2 separate regions of the Oryctolagus cuniculus genome follow, and region 1 is linked to region 2. The links are chromatin contacts, called in public Hi-C maps. All regions are on one chromosome and are shown on one strand. Each heading gives the region's core, a stretch centred on a gene start, on an enhancer-like site or on the middle of the called end of the contact. The rest is flanking DNA. Distances are from core to core; before and after follow the strand shown. Region 1 overlaps R3HCC1L (R3H domain and coiled-coil containing 1 like). Region 2 has its middle 61 kb from the start of LOXL4.

What was found. A called contact is a pair of places that touch in the nucleus more often than the background predicts.
Region 1: a Hi-C map of psoas muscle shows a contact between it and region 2, with 2.8 times the contacts expected there. The contact joins two enhancer-like sites. A contact is called at or near these places in 4 of 6 Hi-C or Micro-C datasets (ear pinna, embryonic fibroblasts, psoas muscle and 1 more).

The regions. Positions count from the first base shown.
Region 1 is chr15:31,706,097-31,713,844 of mOryCun1.1, reverse strand. R3HCC1L (R3H domain and coiled-coil containing 1 like) reads left to right here. Exons shown (of 8, transcript XM_051824052.2): 8 at 3,901-4,694. The coding sequence ends at 3,968. LOXL4 (lysyl oxidase like 4) reads right to left here. Exons shown (of 15, transcript XM_002718617.5): 15 at 7,409-7,748. Among named protein-coding and RNA genes, the nearest start is that of LOXL4, 23 kb to the right of the region's middle. Within about 2 kb of position 4,549, at least 1 of the 8 cell types and tissues checked has an H3K27ac peak or open chromatin away from gene starts, as enhancers often do.
Region 2 is chr15:31,622,059-31,629,770 of mOryCun1.1, reverse strand. No RefSeq gene overlaps it. Among named protein-coding and RNA genes, the nearest start is that of LOXL4, 61 kb to the left of the region's middle. Within about 2 kb of position 1,425, at least 3 of the 8 cell types and tissues checked have an H3K27ac peak or open chromatin away from gene starts, as enhancers often do.

The DNA.
Region 1 (7,748 bases), core at 3,300-5,799, 81 kb before region 2:
TACACCAGAGATGAAAATGTCACCCATCGGGACTGACTGTTTCTAAAGTAAATAGCATGTGGTTCTTTGTATCGATACTTTTTTTTTTTTTTTTCTGACAGGCAGAGTGGACAGTGAGAGAGACAGAGAGAAAGGTCTTCCTTTGCCGTTGGTTCACCCTCCAATGGCCGCCACGGCTGGCGTGCTGCGGCCGGCGCACCGCGCTGATCCGAAGGCAGGAGGCAGGTGCTTCTCCTGGTCTCCCATGGGGTGCAGGGCCCAAGCATTTGGGCCATCCTCCACTGCCTTCCCTGGCCACAGCAGAGAGCTGGCCTGGAAGAGGGGCAACCGGCAAAGTATCCGGTGCCCCGACTGGGACTAGAACCCGGTGTGCCGGCACCGCAAGGCGGAGGATTAGCCTAGTGAGCTGCGGCGCCGGCCTGTATCGATACTTAATACACTGATAATTATTGTTAATCATAATGCCCTCTTATGTGATTTGGATTATATTTTCCCAGTATATTGATGATTAAATACAATTATTTGGTAAATTCAAAATCTAAAACCTTGCTAAAATTAAGAGGTTACTTAGATTACTTCCCTTTGATCTACCAGAAATGTCACTGTACAAAAGAAAGCAATTAGAGTAGTTTGGCCAGACTTGTCCTTCATAAAGAATGTTGATTATTACCTTGTAGGTGACTACAAGTGGATTTCATGATGAGTTTTCTTAGATGTAGAAGTATTTTTGAAAGTCATGGGGTTGGTGTTGTGATGCAGTGGGTTAAGCCACTGCCTGTGATGCAGTGGGGTCCCTGCTGCTCCACTTCTCTCTGATCCTGCTCCCTGCTCATGTGCTTGGGAAAGCAGCAGAAGATGTCCAGTTATTTGGGCCCCTATACCCACATGGGAGACCTGGATGGAGTTTTAGGCTCCTGACTTTGGCCTGGCCCAGCCCCAACCCTTGCTGCATCTGGGAAGTAAACCAACAGATGGAAGATCTCTTTCTGTCTCTCCCTCTCTCCCTGTAACTCTTTCAAATAAATAAATCTTTTTAAAAAAAATTTTTTTAAATAAAGTCTTCAGTTTACATTCCATTATATATATATATATATATATATATGGATTTATTTATTTATTTGAAAGTCAGAGTTACACAGAGAGAGGAATGGCAGAGAGAGAGAGAGAGAGAGAGAGAGAGGTCTTCCATCCAATGGTTCACTCTCCAATTGGCCACAACAGCCAGAACTGCGTCAGTCAGGAGCCAGGAGCTTCTTCCCGGTCTCCCACGCAGGTGCAGGAGCCCAAGGACTTGGGCCATCTTCTACTGCTTTCCCAGGCCATAGCAGACAGAGAGTTGGATTGAAAGTGGAGCAGCCGGGGCTCGAACCGGCACCCATATGGGATGCCGGCGCTTCAGGCCAGGATGTTAACCCACTGCGCCAACAGCGCAGGTCCCTATTATTATGTTTTTAAAACACAACACAGAGCTGGCCTTTTTTCAGTCTTCCACAGTTTCCATTCCCTCAGTGAGAAATGGTGGTTGATTGTACCATGATTTCAATCAGCTCATTTAATGTACTCATTTCTGTTGATTTATTTATTATACTGGGAAATGAAAGTCTTCAGGGCCAGCTTATGTGAATGCCTTAGGTTAATCATTTCATGCTAATTCTCTTCTTCCTTGTACCTTACCCTCAAGGCTGTTGTTTGGCTTTCTTTTTAGTTTACTTTTTTTAATTGTTAAAGCTGAAGTTGATAGGAGCTTTTAAAATGCAGTCTATCGGCTATTATCTGCTTTGCTTTCTCTTTAATAAAGGGATGACATGTTTCTTTATCTTTGGTCAGTTAATTTTTTCACACTTTTTTCATTTTCTTTGTAGGTATTTTCAGATGTGAGAATAGTGGAAAATATGCTACCTAACAATTAAGAATCTGGGTTCCAATTTCAGTTCTTTTACTGATTATGTAACCTTTGGCAAATCACTTAAGGTCTCCAAGCTTCATTTCTTCATTTTAAAGATGAAGAAATCTTTTTTAACTTCCATCCTAACCTATATTTTTCTAATCTGTTCATGTTCTGTGTTTCTAAATGTGCCTCCACATTTTCACTATTTGAGTGTTTGTGTGTTTCTCAATTTGTCTTCTCTGTACTTACTAGTTTTCTCATGCTTTACCACTGGAATTTCCTATTACATTTACATGTATTTGTTAATACAGAGCTACCTTTTTTATTAGATAGCATTAGGATAAGAAATGTTTCAGAATTCTGAACTTTTCTGATTTTAGAATGGTAATATAGATTCCATAATAAATGTTTCATAACCCCAAAACCAGACACATTATATTGAAATTTCTGCTCCAAAATGTATGACTATTAATTCACATTAAATGGGATATATAAAGACTATAAACAGCCTCATATCCTTGCAAGTGAGCTTTCCACAGTCATCATGGCATTTTGGCCCAAGGTTAGGGGGAAAAATCTTGTTTTCAAAATTGTTTTGAGTTTGAAAATTTTGGATTATGGACACTGTTCCTGGATTTCCTGTAACTTTCCATATTACCCTAATGACTTGTCTGCTGCCTTATTGAAAAATTTAAGTTTTGATAATTTACTTTTCTGGTGTCCTTATTTTTCCTCAGAATCCAGAACCAATGTTTGATTGATTTCATCCAAAGTTGCCTTTAGATCTCTTCCAAACTTCTTTGTGTTTCTAAGAATCAAAACCATGCTGCCTTCCTAAGAAATCCTGGAATCCTTTAGACAAGCCAGCAGTTATCCTTCAACCCAAGCCTACCTTGGAACTGAGTCCCAGGGCATTATGTTAATCAACCTTCCCTTTGCAATTGCTGACCCCAGTCCCATTTTTGCCTCTTGTAACTTTGCTGCTATATTCAGATAATGCCACAAGATGGTGCCCAAATAGCAGCAAATTTCTCTCTCTCACATTTCCAGGTGCCAGTGGGCTAAGCTTCCTGACTAACTTCTTTGCCTTTAGAATACAGTCAAATATAGTTTAGGAATTTTATAAAGGATTCAATTGATAGGGAAAGAGATGTCAAAATAGTGTTGACTCTAAACTTATGTTGATTTTTGTAATCCCCCTGGTTCATTGCAAAGTCTTTCATAGACATTATCAATTTGTAACAATAGTACTTAAAAGGAAGCATTTAAGTTTACAATCTACATTTTATGGTGAAAGATAATTAATAGCCATGAAATTAGAATTGGTTTTGTGGCACCTAATGCAGTACTTGGGCTACCAAACCGTGTATGTTCTATATTTTCTTAGGCCTTAGAGAAAATGTTAAATGGAGAACCAAGCTTGCATATTAAAAATTGAATATGGATTGCCCAGATTTGTGTACTTTTTTCCTTATTGGAAGTGTGTATTCCAGAACATTTCTGACTCCTGAAAGTACTCTGACAAATATGAAAATTTGGTTTGCCTCTAAGTATTTTTTCAATAAAGAGATAGCAGAAAGATATAAATAAAGCTATTTCCATTTGAGCAACAAGATAGAAGAAGAATATTGAAACATCTTCTTGATCCTTATCAAAATATTTATAAGGATTAGTAAACTGGTAATAATACTGAAGCATGAAACACATTTAAAAATGGAATTAATACAAATACATATCAGCAAAACTAGAATCTAAGTCTTGCTAAATTCTGACTTATTCCAAATACTTGTAATTTCCATTAGCCCTAGAGCTTTCTGGTTTTTGGTATACAGTAATAAATATAAAGACTTATAGTAGTGTTGTTTCTACTAAAATTGCACATGGAAAATTAGATAGTAACTATTGGAATTAGGTAAGATGAGTCCTGAAAATTCTCCTGTCTCATGATTAAAGTTGACTTGTAATTTGCTTGTTATGTGAAATATACAACCATGTTTAATCCTTATTTACAGAGAGAAAACGATTGGAAGCCAAGCAACGGGAAGACATCTGGGAAGGCAGAGGCCAGTCTGCAGTTTGAACATCACCCAAAGAAAGAGATAACTTTATGACTCAGAAAATGTTTCCATAGTCTTCAGATAAGAGGATGTTTCCAGAGCTCTGCACATGCAGGTGTGCATGTTATAGAGTTAAAAGTGATGGAGGCAAAGACTGAATGGGTATATAAAGAAGGTAGATTCCTGTCTTCACTCCTAACTGCAGTTCTTTGGAATATACTACTGTGGTGGGTGTAGAAGGGAGCCATCAGCTAGCAAGATATCTGGAAGGTGTGACTTCCATGAGTCTTCTGGACTATGCAAGTCATGTTAGCGTGGTTCACCAAGATATTTAAAGCAAAAGCAAACAGAGGATTCAAACCTGCAGTGACGGAAGATTTAGGCCTCGCAAAGGCAGAGCATTCCTTAGTCCCTCACAAAGCTGAAAACAGCAATATTGACAGCATGGGAGGGGGGCAAGTGTGGAGCAGTTAGTACAAAGAGAAAGAATGGTATGTGGTGGGTTTGGAAGACAGGGAAGCTACACTGCCAGTCCCAGGACTCCAGAGTTCGTGCAGTGCAGCAGATGTGGGTATTTGGAGTCCAGAACCTGGACTAGCTAAGTGCCTGGGGCTGCTCCAGCCGCACAGCAGCTAGTGCCAGCTCCATTCCTCGTAGACAGCCAGTCTTGGAGCTGTGTGCCAGTTCCAGTTTAAGCAGTAATATCATGTTGTAAGAGGGATATATTAAAGCCCATTTTATGGCATATATCACTCTGGTATTTGTCAATCTTGTCATTCCCACAAAGAAATAAGAGAGAAGCTCTCTTATCTTTATGCCCATATTAACCCTACCGAGTAGAGAGCTGATCATTTCCCGGTTCCAACATATTCCACAAAAGTGACCACCCTGGGATTGATGTGTGGTAGCTCCTCTCCCCTTCCTTCTTGGACACCCCCACCCAAACCTCTTGCCTTTTCCCTCCTCTGTCAGATTTTGACATCCTGCAGAAAACATCTGGTACATAGCATGTTTTTGGTATGATCTTCTCAGCTGTGCCAGAGACACTTGGCAAGCAGCACCAGACCATCCATTACAGTGATGAGCAGCCAAGATAAAATAAAACATCTCTAGGCAGCGAGAGAGATTTCCTGAAGGACATGGACAAGTCAGAGCCATCAGCTCAGGCTTTATCCATCTCATACCTGCATTCTCAGTGTTTTTAGAAAGTAGTTCTACACTGAAAAAATGGCAGTGCTAGACCTTATATGCTGAGGTGGCAAGAAATAGTGTCCCATTCTTTAAAGTAGGGCAAGAGTTTCATTTTTTGATTTAGTGCCCATGATAATGATGGATTGTTAGCAGTGCCTAAAACATGGGGGAGTGGGATTCTGTTCAAATATTCCTCATACGACACTGGATTTGGGACTTAGTTTTGACCAAAGAACTCCTGCTGCTGTTCCAATCTTAGAGGTCTCTCACTGTTCCTCAGCATTCTTTTCTCATTCTTGGTCAGTTCTGCCAGTTTTCCTTGCTCCTGTTTGGTGCTTCCATGCCAAGTTTAGGGGATTAAATAAGTTGTTCCCTTGACTCTGTCACTATTGCTTAGACCAGTGTCCCTCTCATGGGCTTACAGTTGCAGAATTTGTGCTGTCTTCATGGAACAGACTTCTCTGTGATGGGTAGATCTGTTTGAATAATATGACTGAGAGGAAGAAAATGTAGGGAACTGCAGCATGGCTTCACAATCAATGGTGTGCCTCTGAGCTAAGCCTTTGCTATGTTTTGTTTATTCTACAAGGCTAAGAATGACCTTGAGCAGTGAAAAAGAGATGACTGCCTGTCACTTGCCTGTAAGTGGGCTTCCCCTCTCTAGCTGTATTTTAGCTTTGAGTGGCATTGTTGATGGTAACATAGAGCTCCATGTTTATTGCCCAGCTTTTTTATACATCTCATAATTTTGAGAAGTTACTTTTGTTCTCATTCTAATACTCTATACTGTAGCCTATCCCCGTTTTCATCTAATAACCAGCTACCTATAAATTTCTGATTTATCCTTACAAGCAGACCCAGGGGAAAGATTTTTAAATTTTTTTTTAACCAACACTTGACAGGTAGGGAGTTCTCTATTTCTACCATTAGTTGAGAATGTGCTCTTTAGTTATATATTCTCCCAGTAGCTTGGGTTGGGTTCCAGCTGGAGGTGAGAGATCCTGCCCAGCATACATTCCCTCAGGCTTGCCAGAGGGGAATCAAATGCTTGGCCATATCTAAAGCAAGGTGACTTCACTGGAGAGCACACAATAGCTTCCCCTGGCTCCTTTGTGAGATGTCCGGGAAGACAGCTAATATAGTCTGCTGTTCACGTAACATTATTTTGTATATGTTAAACATCTAATCCCACAATCATCTGCAATTTATAATAGAAAGACATAGTCTCCATGAATCCTAATATACTCCTCATAGAGTGAAAATTCTTTATAAAATAGAAGTAGATTAGGCTTCTGAGGAGTAGAGGTTCCTAGCACTTTAGTTTCTCTGAGACTAAATTATGCAAGTTGAAAGTCTTCTGAGGTTTTGGGTTCTGCCTGGAATTTGTTGGTTGGTATTCTGTTAACATCCCTCATCTAGTTATTAAGTTATGCCAGCCATCAGTCTTCCCATGTTCTTCCCTTCCAACTCAGAGGTATAACAGTACAACCTTTGTGTAGCTTTTTCCAGGAATTAGAACTGGCTGCGTCCATCACACAAGTGATGTGGGTAGCAAGACTGACACCAGAGCTGGTGGCTGTCTGCCTGACCTGCTTTTTGTAGCCATGGTGGAAACTAGATCCAGCAAGAAGCTGAGGGTACCTCCATACCTGAATCTATTCACATGTCACCACTCGCTGTCCTGCTAGCTGCACCTCCCTTCACAGGCCATTAACTGCATGTATGAGTATAATGTTGTTACTGTTTGGGAAATGTTTGCTGAATCCAACAGGAAATCAGTCCTTCCCTTGTTTACCTAAACTGCCATGCTAAAATATAATGCTTCATTCGCCTAATGAAGGAGACGAGGAGTAGAGGGAAGGTGAAGAAGGAAGAAAGCACTGCCTTGTCAGAGAGGATACCCCAGAACATGTCTTTTTTTCCTTCCTAAGGAGGGGGTTGTTATTGTGATTTGTGGAGGGGAGTACTGTTACAAATTTCCTGTATCTGGTACCATTCCTTCTAGTTTTGTAAGCGTTGTTAGGAAAGTTTACAATCCTTGGACTTCACCTTCTTGTTTCTACTTTTCATCTTTTAACCTTTCTAACCCCTATTTCAGCATTGATCCTGGGAAGGGTAATTGGGAAGCAGCTAATAGGCTAATAGCTGATTTGAAAAACATCCTGGGGCTGTCATGAGTAGTATGTGTGTCATGTGTACCCTAGTCCCCAGCACAGAGAGTGAAAAGGAGTGAAGTTAGTGTGCTGGCAACGGTACATAACCACAGCTGCTCTTTTTCTTTGTAGCAGTCCATAATGAGCAACCTTTATTGATGATGGGGGGAGGGGTCATACCTGTACGGATTATCTTTAAAGTGTGTCTCAAAGGAGAAAAGATCAAGACTCGTGTCCAAGACCATGGAATTATATACTACCTGAGCAAGAGCATGGTGCAGTCAAGCCAAGCAGGGTGATGGCTTTTCCTAAGTTCAGTCCTTAACGAAATTAAATGTTCCCCCTTGTGATTTCTCCTGAGTCTTTTGTCCCTCACTCTATCACATCTGTCTTCATGTTCCTATAGAGATGAGTGGCTTGTTTGACTGATGTTCTTTCCATTACAAAAATTCATTCAAT
Region 2 (7,712 bases), core at 176-2,675:
TTGCGGGGACTCCAGGCAACGCAGCACCCGGAGTCTGGTCCAAAGCTGCCTCTCCAGCCGCTGCACAGGTGGCAGAGACCTCCGAGGATGGGCCCGAGCTGGGCCCAGCTTTTCTGGGGTCCGAAGCTTGTGCCACCTGGGGATGCTTTTTAGGAAAAAGCACCTGCATGTGAGCTTTTAAGCTGCCGCCGTCGGATGTCCCTTGCTCCGTCTGTAACCTCACTATTTAAATCAGCCGAGCGCCCCGCCGCCTCCCTCCCCAACAGAGCGAAGTCTGAATTGTGTGGCGCCCACAGGAGCAAACCCCAGAGCTCCCTTTTCCCCTTCTCAGTTTTGAAGGCAGACTGGGTTCAGGGTTTCCGTCCCTGAAAAATGTTCTTCTTAACTAGATCACAGAGCTGCCAGATAAGGTTTTGGGACTTTACAGCAGTAAATAAAGAAGAATCAGAAGTTATAGTTCTGGCATTGCTGTCCCCGGTTCCTGCCTGGTTCGCTCTAAATCAAGTGTGTGCGTGTCCTTGGGGATTGCTGTTGACTCCAGTTTGCCAGGGACGCCGCGGCCCGGGCCAAGGAGCTCTACAGTTCAAATTACAGTTCGCAGGCCCACCAGCTGCAGACTTGCAAGTGAAAGTTGACTCCTTTTGCAGGAAGCAGTGGGCCCCACGAGTGCAATAGACTGCTAATTAGAGGGGTGGGGAATACCCCCATCCCCGCCTCCCTGTCCACCCTGCTGCCCATCGAGGATCCAAGGTAGTTGGATTGGGAATGCTTTTATGAAGAATGTTACAGAGTCATCATCACTGATGTCAAAAGGAGGGAAAATCAGAGCGCTCGCCTGAGAGGGGATTTTCTCAATGCCTAGTCGCTTCCTGGCTCAGTTCCAGCTCTGCACTGGCCAGCACAGTGACTCACTTCATCTTCCTAAGCACTGGGTCTGTCTTCTGTGAAATGGGTGCAGAATGAGCGCCCAATGCTCGTCCAGGGTGCTCAGCCTGTCCACACGGCACACGCCCTGACCCCACCCCCAGGAGTTCACAAGTCCAAGGCGCGGCCTGGAGGGAAGCCAGTGTTTGAAGCAATGCCATTGGCTTCCAACAGTCACCTGGGCAGTGGACACCAAGGCAAAGGGAAGGGCACAGGCAGCACCCACAACCAGGAGTCGCGTTCCACAGAAGGAGTGGGCTCTGGGCATCCTGGGGCCGCCGTGAAAATCCACAAGGGCAGTGCCGTCACCTGCCTGTGCACGCGGCTCCAGAAAACTGCGCTCGAGAGGCCACGGAAATCAATATCGAAAATGAGATGCTCGAGTCACCGCAAAGTGCTATTTTTGCTTATTCCAAATTGCTCTGCTTCTGTAAGTGGCTATTTTCGGGCAGCTCTTCCTGGCTATGTATAGGGATGGCTTGGCAATTCCCACACAAGTGGGAAGAGAAGAGAACTCTGCAAATAGGCTCACGCCCCAGGGATGAATCGGGGGCAGCTGAAAAGGTGGTGCAAGTCAGCTGTTTTCCCAAATATCCGGCCTCTTTAACCACCACCCCTGGGCTGGAAACCGTCAACAAATAAACACGCGTGCACGTGGCAGGGCCGCTTTCTAGTAAGTGCTTGGTGCTTAAAAATAGGGGTTTAAAAGCACAGTTTCCTCTGCTTCTGGGCCCGTTCCCTGAGCTGTCCTGGCTTTGCTATCCAGGGACTGTGTTTCGACAACAGGTGAAGGGAGACGAGGGTCCATTTTAAAAGCTTTCTGGTTTTCCGTTGCCGGGGAGAACTGGGAGACGAAAGGGAGGTGCAGTGCAGGGAAAGTGGCCTCAGGCGCAGGTCCAGTGAGTCACTCAGCAATTATTGACTGGCTCTACTGCCCCAAAATACCTAGAACCTGCCCACTGGCCCCGTGCCCTCGGCCACCATTATTGCCCTCTGTGGCCGAGTGGACTTCCTGTTTTCTCTCAGGGCTCCTCCAGTCCATCCTGCACCCTGCAGCCAGAGAGGGCTTGTTCAGGGGGCAACTCGTGCTGAAGCCCAGCCCTGGTGGACGGAGTGCGTGATGCCCAGGCTCGAGGCTGTGGAGAGCGGCAGCTCTGGGCAGGGCTGAAGGTTTCGCACCACGAGCTGGTACTTCTTCCATGAGTTCAAAGGCTCTTAAGAGCTTCATTTGGTCCCTGGCCTCTGGGGGCTCATGACCTTGCCTCAGGGTCGTAGACACTGAAAGTTCTAGGACTTAGGCTTGTCCACTGTGGCCTGAAGGGGCAGAAGCTCTGACCACCACGTGGAATTTACTGGAGAACTGACCATTCAGGAGGAGGGAGCCGGCTGACAACCTGTTGTGGGGCCGGCATGGGCAGTGGCCGATGGTTGTTGCTGGTGGCCAGGCTGTGGGATGGTGTCACAGGGTCCCTGAGTACGGCGACTCCACATGATGTCCCAGCAGGATCATGTTCGTAGCCCGACTGTTCAGGGCGTACTCTCGGGGGGCCCGCTCATTCCTTGCTCTCTCTCTCTCTCTCTCTTTTTTTTTTTTTTTTGACAGGCAGAGTTAGACAGTGAGAGAGAGAGAGACAGAGAGAAAGGGTCTTCCTTCCGTTGGTTCACCTCCTCCCCCCCACCAAATGGCTGCTACGGCTGGTGCGCTGCACCTATCCAAAGCCAGGAGCCAGGTCCTCCTCCTGGTCTCCCATGCGGGTGCAGGGCCCAAGCACTTGGGCCATCCTCCACTGCCCTCCCGGGCCATAGCAGAGAGCTGGACTGGAAGAGGAGCAACTGGGAAAGAACCAGCACCCCAACCGGGACTAGAACCCCGAGTGCTGGCACCGCAGGCGGAGGATTAGCCTAGTGAGCCGTGTCGCCAGCTCATTCTTTGCTCTCTTTCATTTCTATCAGGCAAATACGGCCCTAGTGGTCATGAATTAATCTCTTGACTTCCTATGCCCAGAAAGTGTGGACAACAGTTCCTCTGTAATAAAAGAACACACCAGATCTGCAGGGAGGCACGCTGGACATTCACAGTGGAAGGAAGAAGAGACTCCAGGAAAAGTGTCCCAGGAGGAGCAATCAGCTCGAGTGACTCTGGCTAACCTTGACCTTGGGGCTTCCACGCTGCAAGCCGCTTCCCTTGGCGGTCAGCTCTGGGCATGTCCGCCGGTGCCCGTCTCTCCAGGGCCTGCTCTATGGTCACCCCCAGGCACGGCCTCACTTCTTGATGCCACTCACTGTTTGGCTTCTGGAGGAGTCACATGCTGTCCACCGGGGTGACATACTCTTCAAGCTGTCGTATTCTTATTGTGGAATAAATAGAGATATTAGTCCCACTGGACAATGCTTTATGGAGCCCACCTTGCTCCCTACTCTCGCTCAGACGTTTACAAATTGGTTGAACCATGTCTTAATTTGTTCCACCACCTCAAGGACGCACCATTCCTCTGTTTAATATACAGACGGTGCCGTGCAGAGGCTAAGTGCCAATAAATATTTGTTGAATTGATTTTTCCGTTCCAAGGTATGGCAGAAAGACCCTCCTGCTTTATGCACATAATTCTTCCGTGTGGTTGTCACTGAAGTCCTCCTCAGGGACCCTGAACACGGCGCCAGCCCCTCGGGATGTCTCAGATCTGAGCTGCGGCCAGCAATCCCAAAGGCAACCAACCCGAGGCTGAGGACTGACGGTGGCGAGGAAGGGAGCCCCCTGGTGGTAAAAGGAGAGCAATTCCAGCGCCGTGCCGCAGGGCACGGATAGGAGTCAGGGCAGAAGCAAGGTCAGACGCCAAAGGCCTGTGAGATGCGCAAGAGAAGGAGTGAAGTCCAAACGGGACACCGCATTGGCCCCGCGAGTAAGGTGGGGAGCCACGAGGTCCCCCGGCAGCCCCGGGCTTGCGTTCTGGCCTTGCCATGGGAACCTCTTTGGACGGCTCACTCATTGCTGCCGGCGTCACCGTCAGTGAACCCGAGCGGCTCACAGTCGCTGTGAGGACTGAATGAGGGAACTCCTGTTCGGGAAAACACCGTAGCTGGGAAATGTGCTGCACAGAGACGGTGCCGCGGCAGGATTGGAGAACATCTAGTGTCCTGGAGGAGTCATGCACCACTTCCTTCCGCCTCGGTTCCTCCTGCAGCGGACTCCCAACAGCCTGCTCTGTCCAAGCTTGATGGGGTCTTGTCGTGTTACAGGCCGGGAAACGGGCTCAGAGATCTCAGCAGAGTCCCACGTGGCTAATTAAAACACAAATGAAATGTCATCCAACAAAGCAAAGGTCCCGAGTTGGCTCACAGACTCTCTTGTTTACTCTGGCTTTTATTGAGCTTTTGTCTCACTTGTCATGTTAAGCCCCACTCCTGCCGGTGGCTGTGGGAAATGTGGCCTGGCCATGGGAGGCACAGCGGGGGCGCTTGTGCAGCTGCCCCGGGCTCGAATGATGCCCCTGGCAGCCCAGGCCCCGGCTCTCGCTCTCTCTGCCAACTGGACCAGGCTGCCTGGGACGGCACCACTTCCTGCAGGGGGAGGCAGGAGGGAGAACGGAGGCAGAGGCAAGCCTCCTCTCTCTCTCTCTGTGCACGGGCTCAGCTTCCTCTCTCACTCTCCCTTGCTGGGCTGGAGTCCCCCCCCCCCCCCAGCCCTGGGCCCCGTTCTGGGGGCTCCCTTGATGGCACCTGCCCCCTCCACACCTCCATTTCAGCTGATGTCTCTCACAGAGCCCTGCACCATCTCAGAAGCAAAACCACTGAACCCCCTTACCTGGGGGGCAAACAGTGCCCAGCCAGCCCCCCACACCTGCGCATTCTGCATTCACTACTCAACATTCAAAAGGAAGCTACATCATACTGAACAGGCATGGCTTTGCCTCTTGTCATTGCTCCCTGTTCCGCACGAGACAACGCTGTATCTGGTACCGTAAGTAACCTGGAGATGATTCAAGGACACTGGAGGACACGCACAGGTGATGTGCAAATGTAAGGGGGCTTTTGTAAGTCATGAAAATGCAGTTAAAAGGCAAGTCTATTTTGGTGCAAAATTTTTGAAATTCATGCAAATGGGTCTTCAAAAAGGTCATGAAAATGCATATTATGAAAAAACTATGCATGAATTTCAAAATATTTTGCACCAAACTAAATTAATCTTTATTTCCATTTTGTATTATTTTCAAAATTATTTATTTATTCATTTATTTTTATTCGAAAAGCAGAGAGAGAGAGAGAGAGAGAGAGAGAGAGATCATCCATTAGCTGATTCATTCTCCAGTGCACACAATAACTGGGGCTGGGCCAGGCTAAAGCCAGGAGTCCGGAACCCAATCCAGGTCTCCTAGGTGGGTGGCAGGGACCCAAGTACTTGAGCCATCACCTGCTGCCTCCCAGGGTGCACACTGTTAGGAAGGTAGGATCAGGAGCAGAGCCAGGACTCACACCCAGGCACTGTAGTATGCGACGTAAGGATCTTAAATGCCCACCTCTAACATTTTAATTCCATTTTTCTATGAACTTTTTGAAGCACTCCCTGCAGAGCCATTTCATACAAGGGACTTGAGCATAGATAGATCTTGGTATCCGAGGGGTGCACTGAAACCTGCCCCTTGTAGCTACCGAGGACCGAGAGTCCATCCATGTGCACGGACATCACAAAGACCCTCCATAACAGAGGACTAAAGAACTGATTGGAGGGGCCGACATTGTGGCGTAGCTGGTAAAGCTGCTGCCTGTGATGCCAGCATCCCATAGTGGTGCCTGTTCGAGTCCTGGCTGCTCCACTTCTGATCCAGCTCCCTAATAATGCACCTTGGAAAGCAGCAGAATATGGCCCAAGTATTTGGGCCCCTGCCACCTATGTGGGAGACCCAGATGAAGCTCCTAGCTCCTGGCTTTAGCCTGGCCCAGCCCTGGCTGTTGTGGCCATTTGGGAAGTGCACCAGCAGAAGGAAGATCTCTCTCTCTGTCTCTTCCTTTCTCTTTGTAACTCTGACTTTCTTTTCTTTTTTTTTTTTTTTTTTTTTGACAGGCAGAGTGGACAGTGAGAGAGAGAGACAGAGAGAAAGGTCTTCCTTTTGCCGTTGGTTCACCCTCCAATGGCCGCCGCAGCCGGCGTGCTGTGGCCGGCGCACCGCACTGATCCAATAGCAGGAGCCAGGAGCCAGGTGCTTCTCCTGGTCTCCCATGGGGTGCAGGGCCCAAGCACCTGGGCCATCCTCCACTGCACTCCCTGGCCACAGCAGAGAGCTGGCCTGGAAGAGGGGCAACCAGGACAGAATCCGGCGCCCCGACCAGGACTAGAACCCGGTGTGCCGGCGCCACAAGCTGACTTTCAAATAAATAAATAAATACATCTTTTTAAAAAAGAGAACTGATTGGAGAGAGAACAAAATTTGTCTTGAGAACGTTTTTCCCAAAAAGACTAATGCATCAAAACTCATTGGGGGAGGTAACACTATCCTTCCTCTTCTTCCTCCCCCCTTCTTGTTCTTCTTTTTAAGATCTATTTATTTATTCAAAAGACAGAATTACAGGGAGAGAGGGAAAGACACACACACACACACAGAGAGAGAGAGAGAGAGAGAGAGAGAGAGAGAGAGATCTTCTATCCACTGGTTACTCCCCAAATGGCCATGATGACTGGGGCTGGGCCAGGCTGAAGCCAGGAGTCTGGAACTCCATCTAGGTCTCCCACGGAGATTGGCAGGGGCCCGAGCACTTGGGCATCTTCGGCTGTGCCGTCCCTTCCTGATTGAGCAGAGAGAGGAAGGGCCTAGTCTTGGCAAGGGCCGAGCTGCTGGGGGTGGAGCTCTGGGATGGAGCCAGCGGCATTTTTTGCCAGCTTATTTAGCACACTTCCAGCCAGCGCAGCCTCCTCAACTGCTGGGCGATGCTTCGTTCTGCCCGTCCCCCAGTGTGCCCCTGAGCTGCAGGCCCAGTATGGGTGCTCCCCGCAGCTGTGCCCTGTGACCCTACCACAGGGGGTTCCCACCCGCCGGGTCCTGGCTGCTGATGGAGTGGTGGCTCGACCTCCGCAGATGTCTCCCCCCTGCACTTCCTGATGTGGAAACCGGCGCCCTGCTCTGCGTGTGTCGCCTGGTGCTGGCAAGCCTCTTCCTGGCTCCCCACATCCCTGCAAAGGCTGATCACGAGAGCGAGATGCAAGATGTGTTTTCCAAACCACCACAGGCATCCCATAATTCACTCATTTGTCAGGGACTGGCCAACAGTACCGCTAAACTGCTGGCAGAGGGAACTAGGACACGACACTCCGTCAGCACCCTTGTGAGCCTGCGCTAGTGACGCAGGGGAGCGAAGGCGTCAGGGGCCTGCACGCTCACCGGCTGTGTTGCCTCTGAAATGAGTCTCGGTTTGCTCACTTGCGAAATGGACTTGGTAATAAAAAGAACGTCCATCCTATGTGCTTTACACGATTCTTACGAGGATCAGAGAATACAAAACCCTGTTAAACTTATATTAAAGAACTCCGCTTGTATACAAGATTATTGGTCCCATAAGTAGCAAAGTGTCTTGCTCAAAATAAGTGCTCAGTGGACTGTAGAAGTGTAGTTTGATCATGAAAGAAAGTGTTATTTCCCAGAATTTCTTACTTGACATTCTTCTTTGTTTGCCTGTTTATTTCCTGTCTTCCCCACTAGACCGCAAACCCTGCGAGATCCAGAACGCCCTGTCTTACTGAGCACTGCGCTCCCGGTGCCCGGAGGGGTCTGGGCACAAAGCTACCATTCAATAGGTGG